Linked DNA regions of Oncorhynchus mykiss: region 2 is linked to region 1. Evidence: chromatin contacts called from public Hi-C data. All regions are on one chromosome and are shown on one strand. The core of a region is the stretch at or near the end of the contact, and the rest is flanking DNA. Distances in the headings are between cores, read along the strand shown.

Region 1 (7,791 bases), core at 2,515-5,014:
CCTGATCACGCCCAATCTCTAGACTCGGAGGCTGAGCAGCGCTGGACTTGGTTAGTAGGCTATTTGGATGGGAGCCCGGCTTGGTATATAATATATATCAGGGTGCATATTCATATAGTAGATGCTGATCCAGGACCAGTTTTTCCTTTTAGATCATAATTAATAATTACATGGGGGGGGGGGGGGCTGAACCTGGGTCAGTATCGTTGGCATCTTAACTGACTTTCCTAGTTAAATAAAGGTGAAATAAAAAATAAATAACATTTAAAAAGCATTCTGAGACGCTTCATGAATATGGGCCCGGATGCTGTGAACCCCTCAAGCTCAGCTCTGGACGTCGAAGCCAGTGCCCCTGTATTTTTGTATTGTTCACCTCTAATCAGGGATTCAGACCAGGGACACCAGATGTGTGCAATGTAGTGATCAGGTAGAACAAAAAAACAGCAGGCTCTGAACCTCATAGGGAAAATAATTGAGGACTCTGCTGTAAACCTTTTTATTGTTTCTTTCCCCAGCAGAGGGCAGTGGAACCCTAGCTGAAGCTATGAAAAAGTCCCATTATGCAGTGCTAAAGTGGTAAAGTTACTGCAGGGAGCCTATCCCCCCCCCCCCCCCCCCCCCCCCCCCCCCCCCCCCCCCCCCCCCCCCCCCCCCCCCCCCCCCCCCCCCCCCCACACACACACACACACCACTTGATCTACTCTACATCCCCATATTTAAAGACGTAATTAGGAATTTGTCCTCCTCTGTATCTATCCTAATATCCACTGTAGTACACACACTGTAAAAAGGGTTCAGATCAATAATAACTATTTGAAAAGTACTTTTGATACGTTATACAAATACATCAGGCAAAGTATTTTAACCCTTGTTAAAATACCAATAGTGGGACTAACAATAGAATGAAAAGAACAAGACAAAATGACAATGATAATAAGTAATGGAAATAAAATATTAAAAAGTAACATTCTAAATGTATTGAAAAAGCAAAGAGGTTCATTTTACAATTGATCATGGTTGGACTGCTCAGTCCATGGTGCTCTGAAACTTCAAGAGCCAGACTAATACATGGATCCCCTTGAGGGAACATGAGTCGCTTCCATCGGTTGTGAATCTACGGTGCTTCGGTGACTGCAAAGTCTCTGCAGAATAACCTTCAAGTGATTTCTGAACTTGATCCCAACAAATGCGTAGAAGACAGGGTTGAGACAGCAGTGGGAGAAAGCAATGAGTCGACACACGTAGAACCCATAGTCGAGCTTCATGCTGACCTCACAATCGTTGAAAGGTGCTACGGAGTAGTCGGTCAACAACCTCAGAAATATAACCACGTTGTAAGGTGCCCAGCCAAGGAAAAATACTGCCACGATACTAAAGATCAGTTTCACGGTTCGATTCCTCATGTGTGACCTTGACTTGAAGATTGCCTCCAATATTCTTACGTAGCAGAAACCCATAACTGCAAAAGCAGCCGAGAAGAAGACGTTCTGTTGGTATGTGCTCACTTTCCTCCACATTGGAACGCTGTATTCACAATGCAAATGTTTTTTTCCCTCGTGGGGATTCTCTTGGACAGAGCTGAAAATCAAAGCGGGGACGGCCAAACCAAAACTGATCGCCCAGATGATGAGAGAGACGGTGACCCCGTAGCAGCCCCTCCGGGAGCCGTGGTCGGACAGAGGATGCACCACGGCCAGGTAGCGGTGGATCGTCATGATGGTCAGGAACAAAACGCTGCTGTAGAAGCCTGCGTAGAAGACAAAGGTCACAGTCTTGCAGAGGAACCAGCCAAAGGTCCAGCCCCAGATGTGGTAGGCTGCCCAGAAGGGCAGACCAAAGGTGAACACCAAGTCAGATAGGGCCAAGTTGAGAATGAAGATGTTGGTGAGAGACTTGAGGTTCTCGTACTTGGCCAGGATGGCCAGGACCAGGATGTTGCCCGCTAGACTCAGGATGGTCACCACAGAGAAGAAGGCAGGGGTGGCGATGGAGCCAAACTTGACAACATCTTCCTTGTTACAGACCTCATCTATATAGTTGTCATCATAAGTGATGTTTGTATCGTAATATCCCATGGTCAGGTTGGAAGCTGGAAAAGAAAAATGCTAATTATAATTATCAATGACTTCTTCATGCGTGTCCCTCTTTTAAAAACTGCAACACAAATCTCAAAATGACTTAACAATTTGCCTACAACTACAATTACAGAAATGTTAAAAAAAAGGTATACAAAAATGAATGAGGAAGAAGTCATGGAAACATCTGAAACTGAAACAATTAAAATGTAACAACAGTCTTTTGGTATTGATCTATATCTTGGTTTGGCTAAAACTCTAGTCAAGTTTGAAGGATTAGGCTCAATAAATTATTTACAAGATCAAACTTACCTGTTGTGTCTGTTCTTTCAGTTTAGCTTGATGGCCTCACGTTCCCATGTGCACAATGATACGAGGACCGTTGAGGTGTGATGTCGCTAAGGTAACAAAATAATCAGGTTTCTATTCCTCCTAGTTTGTTCCGGTGTACCTTTTTTGTGGCAAACATGAAATATCCTACAGTCATAATTGCACTGCCGAAGGTATTTCCATTCTACGTAGGCGTGCAGTACATGAAAAACAAAAATATTTTTCATCTGTGGTTTAACTCAACAGGTTTACAACCAACCGATAAAGTAACTGTGCCATCAAAAGAAGTGCAGTAGGCTAGCTGTACAAATACAATATCTAGTTGAAATATGTGTACTGTATCGTGTAGCATGTTACAATTGTATAAATAGGCTATCATCTGCTTTTAATGTTTTATAAAACAAACTTTCCTTTTTTAAATTGTTTTTTTTAGATAAAACACTTTCTTGTTCTTATTTTCTTTTTCTTCTTCTTCACTAAAGCTTATTTATTTTCTTACAAATCCTGCCTATATGACTGTGGGACAGTCCTGACAAATAAACCAGACATTCAAATCAAATCTAAATTTATTTGTCACATACACATGGTTAGCAGATGTTAATGCGAGTGTAGCGAAATGCTTGTGCTTCTAGTTCTGACCATGCATTAATATCTAACAAGTAATCTAACCTAACAATTTCACAACAACTACCTTATACACACAAGTGTAAAGGAATGAATAAGAATATGTACATAAAAATATATGAATGAGTGATGGCCGAATGGCATAGGCAAGATGCAGTAGATGGAGTAGAGTATATACATATGAGATGAGTAATGTAGGGTATGTAAACATATGAAGTGGCATTGTTTAAAGTGGCTAGTGATACATTTATTACATACATTTTTCCATTATTAAGGTGGCTAGAGTTGAGACAGTATGTTGGCAGCAGTCAACATACTGGCAGCAGAGGATGCCGTCTGTGTAATATTCATATGTGTAAACATACATTTTCTACAAAGTGTGCAAAACAAGACAGTCTGGGCCTGCAGCCTTGTGAAGGTTAACACGTTTAAATGTTTTACTCATGTTGGCTGCAGTGAAGGAGAGCCAGCAGGTTTTGTTAGCGGGCCGTGTCAGTGACACTGTATTGTCCTCGAAGCGAGCAAATAAGTTATTTAGTCTGTCTGGGAGCAAGACATCGTGGTCCGCGACGGGGCTGGTTTTTCTTTTGTCGTCCGTGATTGACTGTAGACCCTGCCACATACCTCTCGTGTCTGAGCCGTCTAATTCCTACTGTAGTCACATGATTTTACTGTTTAACTTGCAATACTCTACAACCAAACTATAGCCTACATAACGAACCCTCTGTCCTGGTCCTGTTTCTCGCATTGTAAGTGGTTTAGCTACTTGTCAATCCAGTTATTGTTTCCGCCCCACATAGCAAGGTTGCGTACTTTCTGGATTTTCATGGATCGCCAAGTTTAAAGTACGTTTCTCTCTTAAATAATCAATGTCTATTTGTTGATATGAATATCAATGTGTCTTATGCAACTTCACTTCTAATGACAACTGATTTGGGGCTATATGCATACCAAGCACACTACACTCACGCGCGGTCACTTTGGATATCGATAATAACAACATTAGTTATCCTCTCTGAGTGGAACATATTTTTATCCTCATGGCTGAAACAAAATTGTGGCCATCGCAAACTGTTGCATAAGGACGGGGAACATCGAAAGGCGAAAACATTGTGCTTTCAGTAGACCTTTAAACATGTACTTATCACTGAAAGTAGGTTATTTCGCACACGAAATCCCATCAAACACGAGAGACATGATCAATCGATTGCAGTAGCGTGTGCGAGACAAACAAATGCCGCGTTCACCTACTAGTCGGAACTAGGAAACTGAAATGTCCGACTTGCTAACTGGATGTTGTTATATTTGTGCTGCGTTCAACTATTTATCAAATTGGAAATGGCGTGTTTCCTAGTTCAGATTAGCGCTTGTCCTCGGCAAAGGCTCAACTCTGACTGTTGCTCCGACTGGGCATGTGTCAACATGGTGTATTTTATTGATACGTAGCCAGATTAGCACGTGGTCCTGTTTGAGACAAATGCAGTAGTCAGAATGGATCACTATTTAATAAAATATCTCGATTTGTAGCGAACTTCAAAATACTTCACCCTGGGGATCGAACTTGATCATAATAAACTAATTTTTAGAGCCCAGAATTATTTCTGGGACGTTCTGGCGATCGGAATTGAAATAGGCTTTTTTGGGCATACCAGTGTTGTTGGCACCGCTAGTTTGCTACGCAGTAGCCGACCAGTTTAGCTCGTGACTTGATCCAGACCGGACAAGGGGCCTGCGCCCTATCCTTAACTCTTCAAATAAAATGAAATGTTATTTGTCACATGCTTCGTAAACAACAGGCGTAGACTAACAGTGGAAATGCGTAGGCTACTTTTCAGTGATACATATTAAATGGAGCCCAATGCTGAGAGGAAAGAGGTGGGATAGACTGCGGGCTGTTTTTTGTTTAATTGTGTTATGTTTTTCTCTTTTCTTTTGTTTCCTTATTGAATTATGTGTACTAGTTTCATTTCTTTACATACTTACACACAACACCTCACGTATGCACTCTAAACAGCCTACAGCTTAGATACTACATCAAATAACATGTAGTCTATTACACTCATCCATGCTATCCTAAATGCATACACCCATGCTATCCTAAATGCATACACCCATGCAAAATCATGTGCACAAGTCTGTGTGTGTGCTTGTGTATGTGTAAACGCACACAAAAGCAGGTTTTTAGAACATTTTGTAAATGTATTAAAAATCCAAAACGTTATGATATTTACATGAGTGTTCAGATCCTTTTTCTTAGTACTTTGTTGAAGCACCTTTGGTAGCGATTACAGCCTTGGGTCTTCTTGGGTATTTTTATTTATTTTATATTTAACTAGGCAAGTCAGTTTAAGAACAAATTCGTATTTACAATGACGGCCTAGGAACAGTGGGTTAACTGCCTTGTTCAGGGGCAGAACAACAGATTTTTTTTTTATCTTGTCAGCTCAGCGATTCAATCTAGCAACCTTTCAGTTACTGGCCCAACTCTCTAACCACTAGGCTACCTGCCGCTACAAGTTTAGCACACCTGTATTTGGGGGAGTTTCTCCCATTCTTCTCTGCAGATGGGGAGCATCGCTGCACAGCTGTTTAGGTTTCGCCAGAGATGTTCGATTGGGTTCCGGGCTCCGGCTGGCCCACTCAAGGACATTCAGAGACTTGTCCTGAAGCCACTTCTGCGTTGTCTTGGCTGTGTGCTTAGGGTTGTTGTCCTGTTGGAAGGTGAACCTTCGCCCCTGTCTGAGGTCCTGAGCGCTCTGGAGCAGGTTTTCATTAAGGATCTCTCTGTACTTTGCTCCGTTCATCTTTCCCTCGATCTCCCAGTCCCTGCCGCTGAAAAACACCCCCACAGCCTGATGCTGCCACTACCGCGCTTCACTGTAGGGATCGTTCTCTGTCAGAGTGACTATCGGGTTCTTGGTCACCTCCCTGACCAAGGCGCTTCTCTCCCGATTGCTCAGTTTGGCTGGTCGGCCAGTTCTAGGAAGAGTCTTGGTGGTTCCAAGCTTCTTATATTGAAGAATGATGGAGGCTGTATCAATATGCTTTGTGTTGTAGTCACGACAGACAAAGATATACACTACCGTTCAAAAGTTTGGGGTCACTTAGAAATGTCCTTGTTTTTGAAAGAAAAGCACATTCTTTGTCCAAAATAACATCAAATTGATCAGAAATACAGTATAGACATTGTTAATGTTGTAAATGACACTTGTAGCTGGAAACGGCTGATTTTTAATGAAATATCTACATAGGCCCATTATCAGCAACCATCACTCCTGTGTTCCAATTGCACGTTGTGTTAGCTAATCCATTTTTAAAGGCTAATTGATAATTAGAAAACCTTTTTGCAATTATGTTAGCATGGCTGAAAACTGTTGTTCTGATTAAAGAAGCAATAAAACTGTCCTTCTTTAGACTAGTTAAGTATCTGGAGCATCAACATTTGTGGATTCAATTAGAGGCTCAAAAGGGCTAGAAGCAAAACTTTCTTCAGTCTTGTTCTGAGTCTTGTTTAGTCTTGTTCTGAGAAATGAAGGCTATTCCATGCAAGAAACTGAAGATCTCGTACAACGCTGTGTACTCCCGTAACAGAAGAGCACAAACTGTCTCTAACCACAATAGAAAGAGAAGTGGGAGGCCCCTGTGTACAACTGAGCAAGAGGACAAGTAGATTAGTGTTTAGTTTGAGAAACAGACAAGTCCTCAACTGGCAGCTTCATTAAATAGTACCTGCAAAACAACAGTCTCAACGTCAACAGTGAAGAGGCGACCCCCGGGATGCTGGCCTTCTGGGCAGAGTGGCAAAGAAAAAGATGAACTATATACACTACCGTTCAAAACTTTGGGGTCACTCAGAAATGTCCTTGTTTTTGAAAGAATAGCAAAAACAAATTCCATTAAAATAACATCAAATTGATAAATACAATGTAGTCATTGTTAATGTTGTGAATGACTATTGTAGCTGGAAACGGCAGATTTTGAACGGTAGTGTATATAGTTAAGCAAACTGTACTTTGCATGTTGTTAACAAGCACATCCAGTACATGAAGCAGTTAGTTTCCGTTTTATGTGTGACATCATTTGAACCTACAAAGGCAGACTCCACCTAACTTTGGCTTTGGCAATTAACTTGAATGTGAACTGAATGTTTAATGTCTGCCTTTCCATTAACGTTATTCATTTAAAAAAAATCTACATTCACGCAAAGTCTTTCAGGTATTTAGGTCTTCGGATGGCCCAACCAGACCTTGTGTGGGGAGTGCTGATTACATCAGGAGGTGCTTGACCTGCGATGTTTGGAACTTCTTGTTGTGGTGCAGCGTCCACTCTTGGGCGTCAGCAGGTGCTCTGTTTACTGGCTCTGTGCCAGTAAACAGAGACAGTAGTCTTTTTTGTGTGCTCAACAGTGGGGAGGTCCTCCTCTATTTCTCTGCTCTTCCTCAGGTGTCTCCTGTTCTTCCCGAAGACTTGTCCCTGTTTTGCCTTCACCTCGTTGGACCTTTGCTCCAAAGGTCTGACTACTGTGACCCTCTGCCACCGCTGTTTCTGTCCTGTTGAGTGGCTGAACTCTCACCCTGTCATCTCATTGGCAGCTCTGTTTGATCCTTAGCAGAGGTGTCGTAGTACTTTGCCTGTCTCTGCTGTCTGCCTTTGAACTTCTCCTGCTGACAGCTTGTCATCACCGTTCAGATTTTTACTCATTAGCAGTAGTGTCTTTGTACATCATCCCATGAGCTCCATTGCAGGGCTGCTGTCTGTTCCT
Region 2 (7,791 bases), core at 3,903-6,402, 35 kb before region 1:
CCTTCCCCTTTCTCACTCTCTCTCCCGCTCTCTTTCTCACTCCTTTCTCTCTCTCTCTTTCCCGCTCCCTTTTTCACTCCTTCCCCTTTCTCTCTCTCCTGCTCTCTCACTCCTTCCCCTTTCTCACTCTCTCCCGCTCTCTTTCTCACTCCTTTCTCTCCCGCTCCCTTTTTCACTCCTTCCTCTCTCTCTCCCGCTCTCTTTCTCACTCCTTCCCCTTTCTCTCTCTCCCGCTCTCTTTCTCACTCCTTCCCCTTTCTCTCTCTCTCCCGCTCTTTCTCACTCCTTTCTCTCTCTCCCGCTCTTTTTCACTCCTTCCCCTTTCTCTCTCTCTCTTTTTCACTCCTTCCTCTCTCTCTCTCTCGCTCTCTTTTTCACTCCTTCCTCTCTCTCTCTCTCTCCCGCTCTCTTTTTCACTCCCTCTCTCTCTCTCCCGCTCTCTTTTTCACTCCTTCCTCTCTCTCTCTCTCCTGCTCTCTTTTTCACTCCTTCCTCTCTCTCTCTCTCCCGCTCTCTTTTTCACTCCTTCCTCTCTCTCTCTCTCCCGCTCTCTTTCTCACTCCTTCCCCTTTCTCTCTCCTGCTCTCTTTCTCACTCCTTCCCCTTTCTCTCTCTCTCTCCCGCTCTCTTTCTCACTCCTTCCCCTTTCTCTCTCTCTCTCCCGCTCTCTTTTTCACTCCCTCTCTCTCTCTCCCGCTCTCTTTTTCACTCCTTCCTCTCTCTCTCTCTCCTGCTCTCTTTTTCACTCCTTCCTCTCTCTCTCCCGCTCTCTTTTTCACTCCTTCCTCTCTCTCTCTCTCCCGCTCTCTTTCTCACTCCTTCCCCTTTCTCTCTCCTGCTCTCTTTCTCACTCCTTCCCCTTTCTCTCTCTCTCTCCCGCTCTCTTTCTCACTCCTTCCCCTTTCTCTCTCTCTCTCCCGCTCTCTTTCTCACTCCTTCCCCTTTCTCTCTCTCTCCCGCTCCCTTTCTCACTCCTTCCCCTTTCTCTCTCTCCCGCTCTTTTTCACTCCTTCCCCTTTCTCTCTCTCTCTCTCTCCCGCTCTTTTTCACTCCTTCCCCTTTCTCTCTCTCCCGCTCTCTTTCTCACTCCTTTCTCTCTCTCTCTCCCGCTCCCTTTTTCACTCCTTCCCCTTTCTCTCTCTCTCCTGCTCTCTCACTCCTTCCCCTTTCTCACTCTCTCTCCCGCTCTCTTTCTCACTCCTTTCTCTCTCTCCCGCTCCCTTTTTCACTCCTTCCCCTTTCTCTCTCCTGCTCTCACTCCTTCCCCTTTCTCTCTCTGTCTCCTTCTCTCTTTCTCCAGAAAGAAGGTATCAGTAAGATTAGTGCAGGCGACGGCTGGGGAGCGTTCCACTAATGTTCCTTCGCACAGCCAACAAGTCGTCTGTTAATTAGCCTTTGTTTGTTGTTTTTCATATTTTTAATTGCCTCCCGCTTGATTTAAATATGGAAATGAACGGATGCTGACCGCCGTAGTTGGCTGGCTGACTATTTTGTTAAACGAGAGGACTAAAACCTAACGAAGCTGTTTTCCTTGCCAAAGTTGGAGAGAGTGAGTGAGAGAGAGAGGGGGAAAGGGGAAAATGATCAATGATAACCACATTATGCTTTGTGTGGCTCTCTCTGACATTGAACCAAGACTTTGAACCAGGAGCCATATCTGTAGTACATAAAAAATAAAAATGAATTCCATTTGAAACCCACATCACATGTACCCTGTGACTCATCCTCGTCTATAACGCCCACACCCACACACAAGCTCACACAGATTATACCCTGTGAATTCTAATGTCATTTGTGCATACTAATTTGTGTGTGTTTGCAGGTGATCGCTGACACCAACATCAGTGCCATAGCCAGTCAGGTGGAGAGTATGTCCACTAGCACCAGCCTTCCCAACAGCCCAGACACACAGACAGGGGAGCCAGAGTGAGTAGGACTAAGTTCCTAGACACTGATCTAAGGTCATTTTTGCGTTCTCCCCTAGTGGTTAAGGTTTGGACTAGGGGAGGGTATGCTAACCCTACAGCTGTACAATGACACAAAATTAAAGACATTCAATTAAAAGAAGAGTAAAAATAATGCGGCACATTGTTTGAGCAAGTAGGATAAATGTACTCCTAGATACTGATTTGGGGTCAGTTTAGTGTTTTCTCCCCTTATGGTTAAGATTAGGTAATGGTAAAGCTGATCCTTGACCTGTTTAATAAGAAGCCCAGTGCCTCCTAGTCCTAAACCTCTGGTTCCTTCATGTCTCTGCAGGGCCCCCAAGCCCAAGAATATCTCTCTTGAGAAGGGTTCTGACGGCCTGGGCTTCAGCATCGTAGGGGGCTTCGGAAGCCCTCATGGAGACCTGCCCATCTACATCAAGACTGTCTTCAGCAAGGTAACTAACTCCACTTTGCACCATCACACGTGCCTGCAGGGTAATGTGGCTTAGCTTGCCATAGGGCAGAGTGTTTTTAGTTCCCCTTTGGGACACCAGATGGCAGCAGATGCTCCTTCACCACATATACACACACACATTTAAACACACACATATAATACTATCTAACCTTGTGGGGGGGACACAATTCAGTCCCATTCAAAATCCTATTGTTCCTAACCTTAACCCCAAAATCTATCCTTAACCCTAAAACCTAACCTTAACCCTAAACTAACCCTAAAAATAACTAGCTCCTAAACCCTAATTCTAACTCTTAACCCCCTAGAAATAGAAACTAAAGACTAAAAATGTCTTTAGTTGGTCAAAACATTTTTCTTTTACTATTCTTGTGGATTAATCTAGTCCCCACAAGTATACTTAAACACATCCACACAATAACGCATTCAAAAACAGATCAGTAATTACTTCTAAAATAGGAAGTCCAAGTAGAACTGCTCAGCGTTTTTAGCAACATGAAATCTTATTAAACCACTGAGAAGCGAGTACTTATATATGGTCATTTCACGTTTTCATACATTCATAGAATGTTTGGGAATGGCATATAGTAAGGCATTTGTGAAAATTATATCGCAATATAGCGGGAATGCAGCCGTGCGTTTGGACAATTAATAGACACTGCAGTAAATAAAACTTAATAAAAACATCTGTCATGTCCAGGACCAGTGCGCCATAGCCAATCAGAGCTACAGTTGGCCTTAATGCAAATTAGCCGTTTGCCACACTTATGCCATCATTTATTTACATTTACAGTAGTAACAGCGGGACTTTAGATCATTAGACTGCGTTTGCCGAAAGCCAGGAAATACACCTGAATGGATTTCTGCAAATATGTAAATACCAGGGAGGTCCTCTTACATTTGGGAACTTTACAGTCCTATTGATCAAACAACCATGAAAAGGTAGGCTCCCTCTCCCTTAGTTCTGCACATCAACAACGAATGCTTTGCCAGAGTGAGATGAGCTAAAAATCTAACGAGGGAACATTAAGTTAACCCTCTCAAACATGTTGACATCTGAATGGGAACTTGTCTGCGCTTGCCTGCCCATTTTGATCGAAGTCAAATACATTTGATTGAGAACTAAGGGTGCGCTCCTTAATTGCCTCCATTGTGTCAGAGTGCGCTCTGGGTGGTTCGTAAATTCAGAGCGTTGTCAGATTGTCTGTTTGTAAATTCAGTGTCTTTCACTCTCCGAGTGTTCAGAGCACACACTGCGCTATTGACACTAGACGCTCTGGCTGGGGAGTAGGTTTGATCCGAGCGTTCCTCACAGTGGCAGTCAAGCACCCAAGCTAACTACCTGAAGTTGACTAGCTTGCTAGTTACTTCCAGACACGAATGAGAGAACCCCTCTCTGACCATTTTACTCGCCCTAGCAGAGCTGGTTAGGCGGTTTACATGTTATCTAGAGCGTTAGTGACTAACGAATGCTGGCAATAATTTTTTTCTCCAACGTTTACTGACACCAGTCATATTCCGCGCGTAAATTCATCAGATATTCTGCGCTCTGGCACACTCCAATGAGAGTGCTCTGAAATTAGAGTCGATAGCCAGAGTGAATTTACAAACGCAAAGATATGCTAACTTGGATAACAGTCGTTCAAGTTCAGCATAGCTAGTGAGCAAAGGGATTCACATTTCTTGGTAGCTAACCAAATGAAACCTGCATCACTAGCTGTAACCACCGAAAAACAATATGATTTAAATGTATTTTTTACAAAAACCTGTCACTCACTCACCCGCTCCTCCAATGACATGACATCCTCCCAGCAGCTAACTAGGCTAGATTACGTTAGGCTCCGTGTTTTTAGCTTGCTAAATAAATAGCTACGTAAATAGATACGCTAGCCTATTAGCCACGTTATGACTGGCTTGTGATCATTGCTGTTGCTAGTTTCATTGTGTTGACTTTCCCAGCCTTGGTTACATTCGTCCGTTTTTGTCCTTAATATTTAATTATTGAAACTGAAACGGTGCATCCCGAATAGTTGGGAGGCAGTAAACAATGTACCAGGCCAGCTGTGATGTTCAACCTGATAGTAATATTTGACAACCAAGAAATGTATTGGTGAATTACAGTAATCATGCATTGAACTGCATCCATCTATTCTGCCAACAATGCTTTAGTGTACGTCATGGAATGTTAGGTTCTATTTGACTTATCTTTAAAACCTATTCTGAAGTTGGTTTTGTAGCATGAACAGGGAATTTGCTGTGTTTTACTGATATTATGATTGTCTGTTTGTAGTTAAAAGGCCGTCAGTTCCAAGGATCATAAGGTTGCTTCAAAAAACATTTGTCTTATTTGTCACCACCTTTTTCCCCCACTTACTCTGTGCTCCCCTGTTCTCCCTGCAGGGGGCAGCGGCGGTGGACGGGCGTCTGAAGAGGGGTGACCAGATTCTGTCAGTAAACGGAGAGAGTCTGGAGGGGGCCACCCACGAACTGGCCGTGGCCATACTGAAGAGACAGAAGGGGGCCGTCACTCTGGAAGTCCTCTCCTAGCTCACACACACACTTATACCCCCACTGGCAAAGCGACCATTATGGGGTTGAACTGGTTTCAACTTTCCAACGTGCAAAAAACAAAAAACAAGACTCTGTTCCGTTGAGTTGGCCAACATCTGATGCCCATCTTCACCCTTATAAACAGCCCATTAACGAGAAAGGGGGCATTGGTTCTGGAAGGATTCGCTCACTAGATGGCACTGCCAAGGAGAGCCCTGCCCTGTAGAGATGTAGAGAACATGTGTGCCACACCTCGTTCAGCTGTGCCCTCAAGTGAACCATGAGAAATAAGAGGACTGTAATCTGGGGGGCTGCAGGAAGTAGTGACACCTAACTTCCTGTGTGCCATCTTAGGAGCCTCACTTTGAGGGTGCTCCAATCGCTGTGCTGACTGGATACACACCACTTCTTAATATGGCAAATGATTGGATATTATACAGCAAGGAATCACAGGGAAGCTTTACAGTCTGTGCCATTCAGCTTTTATTTGTGTGATCGCACCCGTGCTTCCTACATAGAACACTGGTAGAACAATATGAGAGGTTCAGTTGGTTGAGGTCTCTTCAACGTTAGCCTAGCGTTAGCTTAGCATCTCCCTGATCGGGAGACACTGGATAGCTGTTAGAGATGTCAGCTTAATTTGCTGCTAATGTGCAAACTGTGAGGGCGAATGGTCTCGGCAGGGAACGGGGCTGCGACACACTAGACTGGAACAGGTCATTTAGACACACACATTCTGTATATAAACACCCACACACAGTAGGCTAGTGAGTCACTGTCAGGTTGACGCACATCTTCTCATTCCTCATTGCCCGCACACGATTTAAACTCGTGGTGTCATACTCTTACGCAAAGGTAGTACATTCAACAGTCTAGTCCCCTCAAACACAACTCTGGACCTTGAAGCTAGTTCCACTGTGTTTTCTTGCATTGTTGCCCTCTAATCAGGGGTCTGATTTAGACCTGGGAGGTGGGTGAAATGTAATGATCAGGTAGAACAGAAAAGCAGCAGGCTCCAGACCTCGTAGGCTCAGAGTTGAATAACCCTGCTCTAGTCTATAAGTGTGGTCAACGAAATGAATCAATTGCGTTTATGCTGAAATAACTGGTAACCTGCCGTGTACTTCTATAACACTTCATAGCATGACACAGCACCCTCTGGAGCCATTCAAACACAGTTATCAAGGCCAACAACTACTGTCTGGTTTATCACTCTGCAGTATGTTGTGTAGTCCTGCTAAGAGCAGTAAGCTTTTGTGCGTGTCGCGAAGGAGTTTTGCCTTGCGTATGCAGATGTGAGACCGGTTATTAGTACACAGTGTTGCCAAATGATCTGAACCCCCCCCCCCCCCTTTGAATCCGAGACCGTTTAGCAAAGCGAGGAAAAATATATACACTATGCGTTTGTTAGCATTGTTGCAGCAGACAAGTTGCTATTAGCGATACAATATAATGTAGGCGAATCTCAGGACTTAAATCGGGCATTGTATCTGTTGCGGGACCTGCTTGCTTTCCCCTCGTGTGGGTTTACCTCCCTTTGTCGCTGACCCTGGAGTATCCCCGTAAGCCTATTTAAGGTCCTATGAAATGGTTTCAAACTACGTCCATGTCTTAGCTAGTCTGCGCCAAGATATTTGTGCTCTACTCCCATGGTCATTGTCGCGCCAAACAGGACTGGAACCAGGCTTTGTCTTAACTGAGCAAAGGGAGAAGGATCATCCTGATTGATGCTTTGAGTTGGACGATCCACCTCCCAGCCAATCCCGATCATTTGAACTTTGTTGGACTGGACACGTGCATTTCAATGAAGTGCCATTACTCTCTGTTTTACCTGCCTTTGTCATTGTTTTTATTTGTGTCATGCGGATGGTACTGCGTGCATGTTACCGTAAGCCTATTCATTTGTTCAGACATGTACCAACCTATACCAACGTTTTTGATAATTTGGGGCACTATCAGAAGCAATCGGTTTCTTGTTGTGAGCCGTTGTCGTCATCTATCAAGGGTGCATTCCTTAGGCATCAAATTAAAATGGACTGAAACAGGAAGGGACACTCTGAACTTAATAAATGCTTGTTTTTGTTTTGCGTAGCAAGACATTTTGCCACGGTGTGCACTAATGAATACAAACCATGTGTGGCTGTAGCTCCACACTGTTCTGTCCAGCTGCGAGAGGAGCTCACCACGTCCAACAATTACAGGATATCCTTTCTCCCTCGGCTGGAGCCTGTCGTCTGTTTCCCGTGTCGCTGCAACCCCTCCACGCTCACGGGAAGTGACAACAACTCCAAGACACTTTCAGCCCCCCCCCCCACAGTTGTATTCATTAGGTCCCAAACGGGAGAAAGCAGACTGAAAAAAGGAGGGACTACCTGAATTTGCCCAATACAAAAACACTTGCAAACCATTTAGCTACGTTGTGCCATAATGAATATGACCCCGGTTAACACTAAGGAAAACCCTGCATATTAACTCTCGCGTCGTGCCTGTCTCAGTAAAAGTGCAATCTGGTGTGCGTCCTAAATACTTGTTAGGGGTCCTAGGATTTAGGGGATGTCGGCCTATTAAGGGGACTGACTCCTGCTCTGCCGTGAGTCGCTGATGTGCCAGAGTAGATTGTTATGTGTGTGTGTGTTCATCATACATCAGTCTTATTTCTGTGAGAGACTATTTCTATAAGTCTTAATGCCCGATCCCTTTAAAGAGATTCATTTTAAACTCACTGCTACCTATTTATTTTCCTCTCTCTCATGCTGTGATCTCTCCATCTACTCTAGACTTTTAGATTTTGTCTGACTTTGTCCTATGCGTGTCAGTCGGCAATAGGCTGTGTGTTTGTGC

What was found. A called contact is a pair of places that touch in the nucleus more often than the background predicts.
Region 2: a contact with region 1 is called in a Hi-C map of blood, with 1.8 times the contacts expected there. The contact joins the enhancer-like site here to the promoter of LOC110524072 in region 1. A contact is called at or near these places in 3 of 3 Hi-C or Micro-C datasets (blood and liver).

What each region holds. Positions count from the first base shown.
Region 1 is chr5:55,232,545-55,240,335 of USDA_OmykA_1.1, reverse strand. It overlaps LOC110524072 (FYVE and coiled-coil domain-containing protein 1), which reads left to right and starts at 3,764. Exons shown (of 18, transcript XM_021603386.2): 1 at 3,764-3,874. It overlaps LOC110524073 (chemokine XC receptor 1), which reads right to left and starts at 2,469. Exons shown (of 2, transcript XM_021603387.2): 1 at 2,388-2,469; 2 at 675-2,089. The coding sequence starts at 2,075. The coding sequence ends at 1,062.
Region 2 is chr5:55,268,827-55,276,617 of USDA_OmykA_1.1, reverse strand. It overlaps LOC110522973 (inaD-like protein), which reads left to right. Exons shown (of 47, transcript XM_036977877.1): 45 at 1,823-1,926; 46 at 2,260-2,383; 47 at 4,801-7,791. The coding sequence ends at 4,947. Among protein-coding and RNA genes, the nearest start is that of LOC110524076, 15 kb to the right of the region's middle. Within about 2 kb of position 5,152, at least 1 of the 11 cell types and tissues checked has an H3K27ac peak or open chromatin away from gene starts, as enhancers often do.